Regions from separate parts of the Sus scrofa genome. Here regions 1 and 3 are each linked to region 2. Evidence: chromatin contacts called from public HiChIP or PLAC-seq data. All regions are on one chromosome and are shown on one strand. Each heading gives the region's core, a stretch centred on a gene start, on an enhancer-like site or on the middle of the called end of the contact. The rest is flanking DNA. Distances are from core to core; before and after follow the strand shown.

Region 1 (3,094 bases), core at 389-2,888, 390 kb after region 2:
TGAGGTTGCGGGTTCAATCCCTGGTCTCACTCAGTGGGTTAAGGATCCGGTGTTGCCGTGAGCTGTGGTGTAGGTCACAGACGCCGCTCGGATCTCCCGTTACTGTGGCTGTGGTGCAGGTCGGTGGCTATGGCTCTGATTGGACCCCTAGCCTGGGAACCTCCATATGCCGCGGGTGTGGCCCTAGAAAAGACAAAAAAAAAAAAAAAAAAAAAAAAAAGATCCTTGTTCTAGAATTGCCTGGTTAAGGATCTGGCACTGTTATAGTTGTGGCACTGGTTCAATATCTTTGGCCCAGGAACTCCTGTATGCTGTGGGACGCCTCCAGCCCTCCCCCTGCAAAAAGAGTTCCTGTCGTGGCTGAGCGGTAATGAACCTGACTAGTATCCTTGGATCCCCAGGTTGCTGTGGCTGGGGCATAGGCCAGCAGCTGCAGCTTTGATTCAACCCCCGCCTCCAAAAAAAAAAAAAAAAAAAAAAATCCTGTCCCCATTCCTGCTTCCCATCTCTAAGAGTCAGTTTTGGCCTCTCCTTAGGGGCAGCTGGCTTGCTGAGGAAGGTGGAGGCTGAACAGCTTGGGTTCTGAAGGCGCTCACAATCCCTTATGTTAACACACAGCTCTGCACGTTACAAAACATTTTAACGTGAGGTGTCTTAATTCTCCTAATAGCTACCAGAAACAGGTGCTACCGGTAGCACTGTGGTAATAAAAACATGGGTTGATGAGTCCAACATTACATTGCTGGAGGGTGGCAGGGTCAACCTGAGGCCCAGTCTTGCCTTCAGTATGAGTTAGTGAGAGAATTACTAAGGAGACTCTTTCTTAACGTGAAAGGGTTTTTACGGAAGACTGTAAAACAAGTATCTAGAAACTGAATATATACTATGCGAGAGAATGCCTGGCCAGATTATATGTGGAAAGGGACAAGGAGGTTAAGAACTCACTTCACAGAAGAATTCATTGCCACGGAGCCCACAGAACCAGGAAATCCAGGACACCTCCTCTGAGCTGCTCATCTTCACTTCAGCTAGAAAAAGAAGAGTGTCAGCCTAAGCTCTCCTCCCTGCCTCTGATATCCTCCCTCTTCCCACACTTTGCCCTCCAACCACAGAAGAATTTAGGGCCACCCTTTCTTAAAGGATCCTAGACTGGAGCAGTTCTCTCCAGCTCCTCCTATTCACACCTCAACCCCTTTTTTCAGAGACAGGAAATTCTCTGGGGTCCCAACACTTGTGTGTAACCGGCAGGTCTTGACCCATTAGTCCTATCCACATCCCTAACGCTCCCCAAGGCCAGGCCCCTCTCTCCTCTATGTCAACTCCAGCAGGGCCTGCGGCTCAGATTCCCTACCCCCGCAAGTCTCCGTTTGTCCCCGGCCCCATTCCCAAGGTTTCCGAAGTTTCTTTCCAGGCAAGAGCTAAGCTCCTCTTTTTCTCAAAGTCTGGGGATGGCAGTTAGGTCCCTTTCACGGGAGTCTCCTTATCCCGCCTCCATCCTTCAGACCACCCCCTCCTTCCTTCGGTCCCGGACCTGGTCACTTCCTTCCCCACCCCCACATCAAGGCACGGAGACCCCTTGTGCCGCGCCCAGGAACAGGGGACGCGGCGCGGCAACGACCTCAGACTCACCGGCTGGACGGGGACTGGGACCGGGGGGGCGGGGAGGGGAGGGGAGTTTCTGCTTCCAAGGAACCGCGGCGACGGCTACAACGCAGGCCGCGGATCCAACCGCGGCAGGCGAAGTGGGGCGGGGGGAGTGGAAACTGGGGAGGGTGGGGAAGAGGGCAACGCGCAAGCGCTTAAAATCGTGCGCCGCGGTGAACGCCGGGAGATGGAGTCCTCGGAAGCTAGAAACTGGCGCAACTGAGAAAGGGCGAACTACGAATCCCAGGACGACCCGCCCACGACCCTGGTGTCGCGAGGCCCCTGAGGGAAACGCTCCGGGGCGGGGCGTAGGGAGCCGCCACCGGAAGCGGAAACGCAGTACCGTGTTCTGGGCCAGGGAGCCTGGGAAATATAGTCGAGTGATCTTATCACCGTGGGGCTGAGAGGGGGCGGGGAAAGGAACAAGACAGGCTGGATCATTTACTGCCGCTCCCTCTCACACAACGAGCCTCAGGCGTGCGGCCCTGCTACCCAGACCATTGACCTCATCACCGACCAGCTGCCTGGCCCTTATCGCTTGTGGAGCCCCCCTGTCCGAGTCAGCCTGCCAAGGAGACCCTCAACGGGGCCCATATTTCACTCAAGGGTTTGATCTCCTGAGGTGGGAGGTGAGGCCGGGTTCCGCGCTGAGGGACCTGGGTAGGGTGTGCTGGCTGAGCTGAGAGGTGTGAGAATCGGGAAGGTCCCGTGCGCTAACCTGAGGTGGCGCCAGCCATTCTGTTGCTCGTCCCCTTGCACTTCTCCATTTCCTTTTAAGGCTTGAACAGGGCCTTCTGCTGCGGGTGCTAAGTGCGACCTTCCAACCCTGGTCAGATTAATGGTGAGGGGCTGCGTGACTATTTCATTTCACGGCTTCTGGGCATTCTCCGCCTCAGGGCCTTTCTTAACCCAGAGGGTGGTTTCCCAGGTCCAGAAAATGAGCTTGGAGCGGGGGCCACGTTGAGGGAGGCGAAGAGCATTGTGGGGGCGTTAGGTAAAAGCAGGACCCCAACCGACAGATATTTCTCGATCCTCGCGCTACCAGGGCACGTGGCGTTTTGCGCTTGTGTTATTGGAAAGATTCCAGGGCGGGAAATAGCCCGGAGCAGCGCGCCTGCGTGCTCCAGTATTGTTTTTGTTTGTCCCCCGCCCGCTCCCCATTCAGCTGCGCATGCGGCTTTGACTGTGGACGCCTTTGCTTAGAGTAGCGCCATTTTGCAGTACGGAAGCTGCAAAGCAACGAGTGGAACCTCCCCGCGAATCGGCTTCCTGCTTCCGGACAAATGTCAAGTCTGTTTTTGTTTAAGAATACCCCGAAATAGGATCCAGGAAGATTTAAAGAGCCAGGCTGATTGTTTTCCTTAATGGTATGTCCCGCGCAGTTGTAAAGTAGTTTCAGAGAAAGGCTGTTATTATTGATGGTGAGGATGGAGTGGGGGCAGAGCACAGG
Region 2 (3,237 bases), core at 416-2,915:
TTTTTAATCAGGTGCTGATCTGAATCTGATCCATACCTTTCTGACCAAAACTGTTTACCCACGGTGGAAGGGACTGGGTACCCAAATGGAGACGCCACCAGTCAGTCCACTGGGAGAGAAGAACATTTCTCAACCGCAACAACGATGGAAAAAGAACTCCCAGAAGATCCTTGATTCAACTACTCAGATTAGGCAGCAGCCCCAAGACCCTTCTACTGAACTTCTTGAGGGGAGAGTGAGCCCAGATCCAGCCGGCCAAATTCTAGAAAATCTTCAAGAAATTGAAAAGCTGGCCGTTGGACGTGAAGGAGATTCTGATAAATCTCATGGACCAGCCAGTGAGATGCCAGAGCCCCTTCAAGCTTCTGAACTCTGGTACTGCCCCGATGGGAGCTTTGTCAAAAAGATCCTAATCCATGGCCACGGCTTGGACAAACCCAAGCTGGGCTCCCGCTGCCGGGTACAGGTTTTGGGATTTCCTTTGGGGTCAGGGCTGCCAGAGGGCTGGACAGAGCTAACTATGGGGTTAGGCCCATGGAGGGAGGAAACTTGGGGAGAGCTTGTAGAGAAGTGCTTGGAGTCCATGTGTCAAGGTGAGGAGGCAGAACTTCAGCTCCCTGGGCGCTCTGGACCTCCTGTCAGGCTCAAACTGGCCTCCTTCACTCAAGGCCGGGACTCCTGGGAGCTAGAGCCCACCGAAAAGGAGGCCCTGGCCAGGGAAGAACGTGCACGGGGCACAGAATTATTTAGAGCTGGGAACCCTGAAGGGGCTGCCCGATGCTATGGACGGGCTCTTCGGCTGCTGCTGACTTTACCTCCACCTGGCTCTCCAGAACGAACTGTCCTTCATGCCAATCTGGCTGCCTGTCAGTTGCTGCTAGGGCAGCCCCATTTGGCAGCCCAGAGCTGTGACCGGGTGCTGGAGCGGGAGCCTGGCCATTTAAAGGCCTTGTACCGAAGGGGGGTTGCCCAGGCTGCTCTTGGGAACCTGGACAAAGCAACTGCTGACCTCAAGAAAGTGCTGGCAGTAGACCCCAAAAATCGGGCAGCCCAGGAGGAGCTGGGAAAGGTGATCATTCAAGGGAAGAAACAAGATGCAGGACTGGCTCAGGGACTGCGCAAGATGTTTGGCTAATTAAAAGTTAAACCTTAAAAGAGACAGGAACCTGTGAATTGTGGTCTATGTTGTGAGTTTTGGGGGGAGGGGCCAGTGGGAGGATTTCACCCACATACTTTTACCAGCTTTTGCCTTCCTAGGGAAGGTAGCAGTGGTCTTAGTGTATGTACCTCTTTACCGTTTTACCATGAAAAAGCCTTATGGTCACGTGTGGTATATTTTGCGGGGCTTATCTATCTCCAAAGATGAACACAAGCTATCTAAACTTCTAAATTCAGTACTGTTTGGGGGAGACGGCGAACCTTCAAAACCCGGTACCTACGTTTCCTAGGCGCTTTCAGGCTGGGTCCGGCTTGGCGCACGCGCAAACTTCACTGCCTGGTATTGCGGAGGTGCTAGCCTCCGGGGCGCTCCTATTGGCCGGTCCTATACAGCCACCGCCTATATTGTCTCACGTGCTCAATACCCAGGTCTCTTACTGGTTGGGAGAGCTTCCGGGGCGTTCCCCCACTTTTGAGGAGCCAGCCGATTAGTTGATGATGGGAGAGGCGGGCCTTGGGAACTGTCTCGTGGTTGGGGGGTGGGGGGGAAAGATGGCGGAGCTGATGCTCCTCAGCGAGATTGCGGACCCGACGCGTTTTTTCACCGACAACTTGCTGAGCCCGGAGGACTGGGGTGTGCGGAGTGAGGCCTCGGGGAGGGGAGGGGGCTGTGGCATATTGTGCCCCTGAGGCACGCAGGAGGAAGCGGAGGCCCAAAGAGGAAGGCTGGACAGATACGGAATCCATCATTCTGAGGAAGGCGGAACAGGGGGGCTGGTGGTGCTTTCGGGGAGATGCGGGAGTTGGGGCAGACCTCCCCTCCCTGCGGAAATATGGAGTTGTTCCGGGGTCGGGGAAGGAGGGGCTGGAGTTCTCTGGCTGGATCACTTTTCAAGTGGGCGGGCGGTGGATCTGGCCGCGCAGAGGCAGTGAGCGACGGGGCGAGGGCTGTTGTGGGGTTCCGAAGGCTGCGCTAGCGGACGACTCCGCTGACCCTCCGCCCCTCTTGCAGACAGCACCTTGTACGCCGGCCTGGATGAAGTGGCCGAGGAGCCGACGCAGCTTTTCCGTTGCCCGGAGGAAGATGTCCCGGTATCGCTCCCCGGGCCTTGGCCTTGACTCTTACCCTTGGTGGGTGGAAGTGGTCTCAGAACTGGGGCTTATCCCCAGGCCAGAGCTCATCCGGAGCCATCCCTTCAGCCTCACACTCCTGCCATCTAATACCCTCTCCTGTTCAGTTTGGCAGCAGCTCCCTGGACTTGGGGATGGATGTCAGCCCTCCCGAACCCCCCTGGGACCCTCTGCCTATCTTCCCAGGTAAGATACCCTTTGTGATTCCCTCATCCTTTCAGAAACCGTTATCTTCCCATTGTTTCCCAGCAACTATGCAGTTCCTCGTTTTCTCACACGAGTGCCCGTGTACTCCCCCCTTTTGATCTCTTATGTGTGCTCCTTCCTCCTCACCCCAGTGAGGGGCTCTTACCCCATGTCCTTGGGTACTTTTCAAACTTTTGTCAGGCTCTGCTTCCCGGTTATTTTCTTACTCTTTTCCCCCCAGATCTTCAGGTGAAGTCTGAGCCATCCTCCCCCTGCTCTTCCTCCTCCCTCAGCTCTGAAGCATCACATCTTTCCACAGAGCCCTCCAGCCAGGTGAGAGAGTCTTGTCCCTCCTACTTTCTGTGGCAGGGACTCTCCTCCCATCCCTTCACCTATAGATGCTGGTGGAATGATTTGTGTGTTATGAGTCCCGGTTGGGGGGGGGGGCTTCTTTTGTGCATTTGCAATTTCTTTCATATCCTCATTTTCACATCACCACTCTGGTTGTCTAGAACTGAAGATGGAGTTTCTTTTTTTTTTTTTCTGTCTTTTGTCCTTTTTAGGGCCGCACCTGCAGCATATGGAGGTTCCCAGGCTAAGGGTCTAATTGGAACTGTAGCCGCCGGCCTACGTGAGAGCCACAGCAATGCCAGATCTGAGCGTGTCTGTGATCTACACCACAGCTCATGGCAACACCAGATCCTCAATCCACTGAGCGAGGCCGGGGATCGAACCTGCTACCTCATGGCTCCTAATCAGATT
Region 3 (3,372 bases), core at 834-3,333, 260 kb after region 2:
GCAATGAGGCCCTTTCATGGCTGGAGGCCAATCAACTGGCAGAGAAAGATGAGTTTGATCATAAGAGAAGGGAATTGGAGCAGGTGTGCAACCCAATCATCACAAAACTCTACCAAGGAGGATGCACTGGGCCTTCCTGTGGAACAGGGTATACACCTGGAAGGGCCGCCACAGGCCCCACCATTGAAGAAGTAGATTAATTTTATCTGGAGCTGGAGGGTTCTAGGGTGCCTCTAAGATGATTTTGTTCCCCTCCTCTTCAAACATGGTTATGATTCTTGAATTGACTGGACCTGCACCTAAGTTACCATCCCTTTTGGATTCTGACAGAGGAGTCGCAAATACCATCTTTGCACACTGCAACGTCCTGTTTCTGACCCTGGAATGAGAATCTTAGGAAAACTAGACCCATCACTGAACCATTTGAAGAATTTGAATGTGTGTTATTTATTTCCAGCTTTCCAAGTTTCTTCTTCCTGTGTGGATGGTTATTTGTCCCTCAGTAAATTTGTTCCTAAAGCAAATTACTTCTGGTATCTTTAGGCTGTGATTTGAGTGTCTCTTAGTAGGGAAAAGGAGAGTTTGTGCAGTGAGCACATGTCGTCTGTGAGCTAATTGTGAATGATTAAGCCGGCGTGGGCAAAGTCTTTGAATTTTCATAAGCTAATCATTTCAAGGGGAAATAACTTTTGATCATTAGTCACCTTTAGCCTCAGAATAGTTATTAGTAGAGTTACAATAGTTACTGCTTATATTCAGGGATAGACTGATTTAGGTGCTTAGGGTTCAGAGGTACAAACTTCTGCTTGATGTCCTGGTGTTACTTATCAGTGGGGTCTGTCACTCACAGGGTCCCTTATTACATCCTTTACATGCTGAAAATATTTCTACAACAAACTCCTAACAAATGGGTAGTGAGGTTTTTTGTTTTGTTTTGTTTTGTTTGTTTGTTTGTTTGTTTGTTTTGCTTTTTAGGGCTGCACCTGTGGCATATGAAAATTCCCAGGCTAGGGGTCCAAGCAGAGCTGTAGCTGCCAGCCTAGGCCACAGCCACAGCCACAAGGGATCTGAGCCACCCTCTGCATCCTACACCACAGCTCATGGCAATACCGGATCCCTGACTCAGAGTGAGGCATTGAACCTGCATCCTCATGGATAATAGGTTAATTTACACTGTGCCACAATGGGAACTCCCAGATGGATGCTTTTTTGCAAGATTAGAAACAGAGAATTTAGGAGTTCCCATCGTGGCACAGCAGAAACAAATCCGACTAGGAACCATAAGGTTGTGGGTTCAATCCTTGGCCTCGCTCAGTGGGTTGAGAATCCATTATTGCCATGAGATGAGTTGTAGTGTAGGTCGTAGACGCGGCTAGGATCCTGTGTTGCTGTGGCTCTGTCCTAGGCCGGCAGCTATAGCTCCATTGGACCCCTAGCCGGGGAACCTCCATATGCTGTGGGTGCGGCCCTAAAAAGACCAAAAAAGAAAAAGGAGAAAATGGAGAATTTATTTGGATCTCATTCCTTGAAAAAAAAATTTCACCTTTTGCGTCATCGCATACTGATAATGCTTTGGGGACATGAGTATAGAAATACATGTAACTGTGAATTTGTGTCCCTTTGTGTTTGAGAGGGCAATGTTTGGAAGTGAAATATCAGAATGGGTATTTCTATCCCTGAGTCAGTCGGTTTTGCTTTACTCAGCCCCTTACAGGAAAGCCCTAGGCAAAAGCGTAAAAGAAATGTGGACTGAGGTTGGGTTCTCAGGAGAAATAAGTTTATCGGGAACCTTTGACAAAATCGGATTTGTGTGCAGGTTCCTGATCTTGGGAACTCAAACATTTTTACTTTTATCAAAGTGTAAGAGACATAGAAAAGTGTACAAATCATCATGGGTTTTCACAAACGCCCAGTTTGCAATAGTAAGTGTCTTCAGGGTATGAGCAAATCATGCTGGAACCACACTATTTTTAAAAGGAAGAAAACTTGAAAGCCGGGGGAGCCGTCAGAGCCCGAGCCTGCGCAGTGGGAGCCGGCCGCTTGGGGAGGAAGTCGGAAGGCGGGAAGCCCCGCCCCTTCCCTGGCTTTCGCGTCCCCTCGGTCCTACCCCGCCCGCTCTGCTTGTAGCCGGAGCGCACGGTCCGCTCTCCTCCGTCACCCTGAGCTTTCCGCGGCGCTTCCCGCCGCCCCTGCGCAACCCCGCCCCGCCTCGCGCGCGGCCTTGTGCTCCGGTTCCCGCCCGGCCTCCGGACCGCGGTACCCGGCCCTCGCCTTCCCGGTCAGGCGGGCATCCCGCGGTGCAAGCACAATGGTAGGTACCGTGATGTCACAAGGGGGCGCCCTCGGGGAGCGCGACCGTTGGGATGGTTGGGGACGGAGACGGGGTCGCGGGGCGGCGGCGGGGCGGGGGGGCCCTCCGGGAGCTTTGTTCCTTTGGGCTGACGTTGGGCCCTGGGATTTTTCTCTCCCTCCTTACTTCCTGCAAATCAGGTTCGTTGGGGAGAGACCTCAAAACGAATGGGTCTTATTTGTTTGAGTCGGCGGGAACAGCAGGAGAGGGAAAAGCTAGACCTCAAGGAGCACTTCCCTGACAGACCAGGCCCCGAGAGGGTGCGGGTGTTACACTTGGTACCCTTCACTGGGTAGTGGGGGCAGGACGCCGGGAGAGGTGGTCCACTGAGAGCCGAGCCCGAGGCGTGCGGGCCAGAGCCTCTCTCCCGGGCTTTAGGTCAGGCGCTCGAGGTAGTAATCACCGGGGCTCCAGCCGTTTTTCCGAGTATTCTTTCCTCTTAAGTTTTGAGAACTGCCAGAGAGATGCGGCGGGGATCCCCAGGACCAGTATCTCATAATACTGGCCGGGGAACACGCCTCTGCCCAAGTCCCTTCCCATATGATGTTTTTTCCCCCTCTCGCCCAATAGCTCTTCTATTCCTTTTTCAAGTCCCTTGTGGGCAAGGATGTGGTCGTGGAACTCAAGAATGACCTGAGGTAGGTACCTGTTCCGACAAGTCTGTAGGGGGTGGATGTGCCCAGCCCTCCGGAACAACCTCTTTAATTTGACAAGTATTTGAGGGCTGGGCAAGATGGGAGAGAGACAAACGAAAGAAATGACTTGTGCCTTAAACTGACAGATTAGCTGCAGAGTTTTATCTTTATGGGAAGAAGATCCAAAGAAAAATGTAAGTACTAGAAAGAAGTCAGGGGGCAGAGGCATCAATCACTTTTTTTTAATAAAAGTTTTTTCTGATGAAATCACATGGTCCTTTGACCCAAATTCTAGAAATGTAAGTATTGACTCCAGAAGTAAAGATTTATGTACAAAAATTTTGGTAGTTTTTTTTTTGTTTGTTTGTTTTAATAGTCAAAAATTGG

Evidence for each region. HiChIP or PLAC-seq counts read pairs in DNA pulled down with a chosen protein or histone mark.
Region 1: an H3K27ac HiChIP or PLAC-seq map of alveolar macrophages shows a contact between it and region 2. The contact joins the promoter of CSNK2B here to the promoter of ATF6B in region 2. A contact is called at or near these places in 2 of 5 promoter capture datasets (fetal liver and liver), 1 of 47 Hi-C or Micro-C datasets (heart right ventricle) and 1 of 2 datasets of contacts at active chromatin or transcription factors (alveolar macrophages).
Region 3: a contact with region 2 is called in an H3K27ac HiChIP or PLAC-seq map of alveolar macrophages. The contact joins the promoter of LSM2 here to the promoter of ATF6B in region 2. A contact is called at or near these places in 1 of 5 promoter capture datasets (fetal skeletal muscle) and 1 of 2 datasets of contacts at active chromatin or transcription factors (alveolar macrophages).

What each region holds. Positions count from the first base shown.
Region 1 is chr7:23,779,738-23,782,831 of Sscrofa11.1, reverse strand. CSNK2B (casein kinase 2 beta) reads right to left here and starts at 1,638. Exons shown (of 7, transcript NM_001145377.2): 1 at 1,630-1,638; 2 at 946-1,028. The coding sequence starts at 1,017. It overlaps GPANK1 (G-patch domain and ankyrin repeats 1), which reads left to right and starts at 2,486. Exons shown (of 3, transcript NM_001145383.1): 1 at 2,486-3,011.
Region 2 is chr7:24,170,159-24,173,395 of Sscrofa11.1, reverse strand. It overlaps ATF6B (activating transcription factor 6 beta), which reads left to right and starts at 1,665. Exons shown (of 18, transcript NM_001123103.1): 1 at 1,665-1,792; 2 at 2,171-2,250; 3 at 2,397-2,475; 4 at 2,717-2,808. The coding sequence starts at 1,711. FKBPL (FK506 binding protein like) reads left to right here and starts at 86. Exons shown (of 1, transcript NM_001128485.1): 1 at 86-1,135. The coding sequence starts at 86. The coding sequence ends at 1,135.
Region 3 is chr7:23,907,234-23,910,605 of Sscrofa11.1, reverse strand. LSM2 (LSM2 homolog, U6 small nuclear RNA and mRNA degradation associated) reads left to right here and starts at 2,083. Exons shown (of 5, transcript NM_001123136.1): 1 at 2,083-2,311; 2 at 2,921-2,988. The coding sequence starts at 2,309. It overlaps HSPA1L (heat shock 70kDa protein 1-like), which reads left to right. Exons shown (of 2, transcript NM_001123128.1): 2 at 1-646. The coding sequence ends at 200.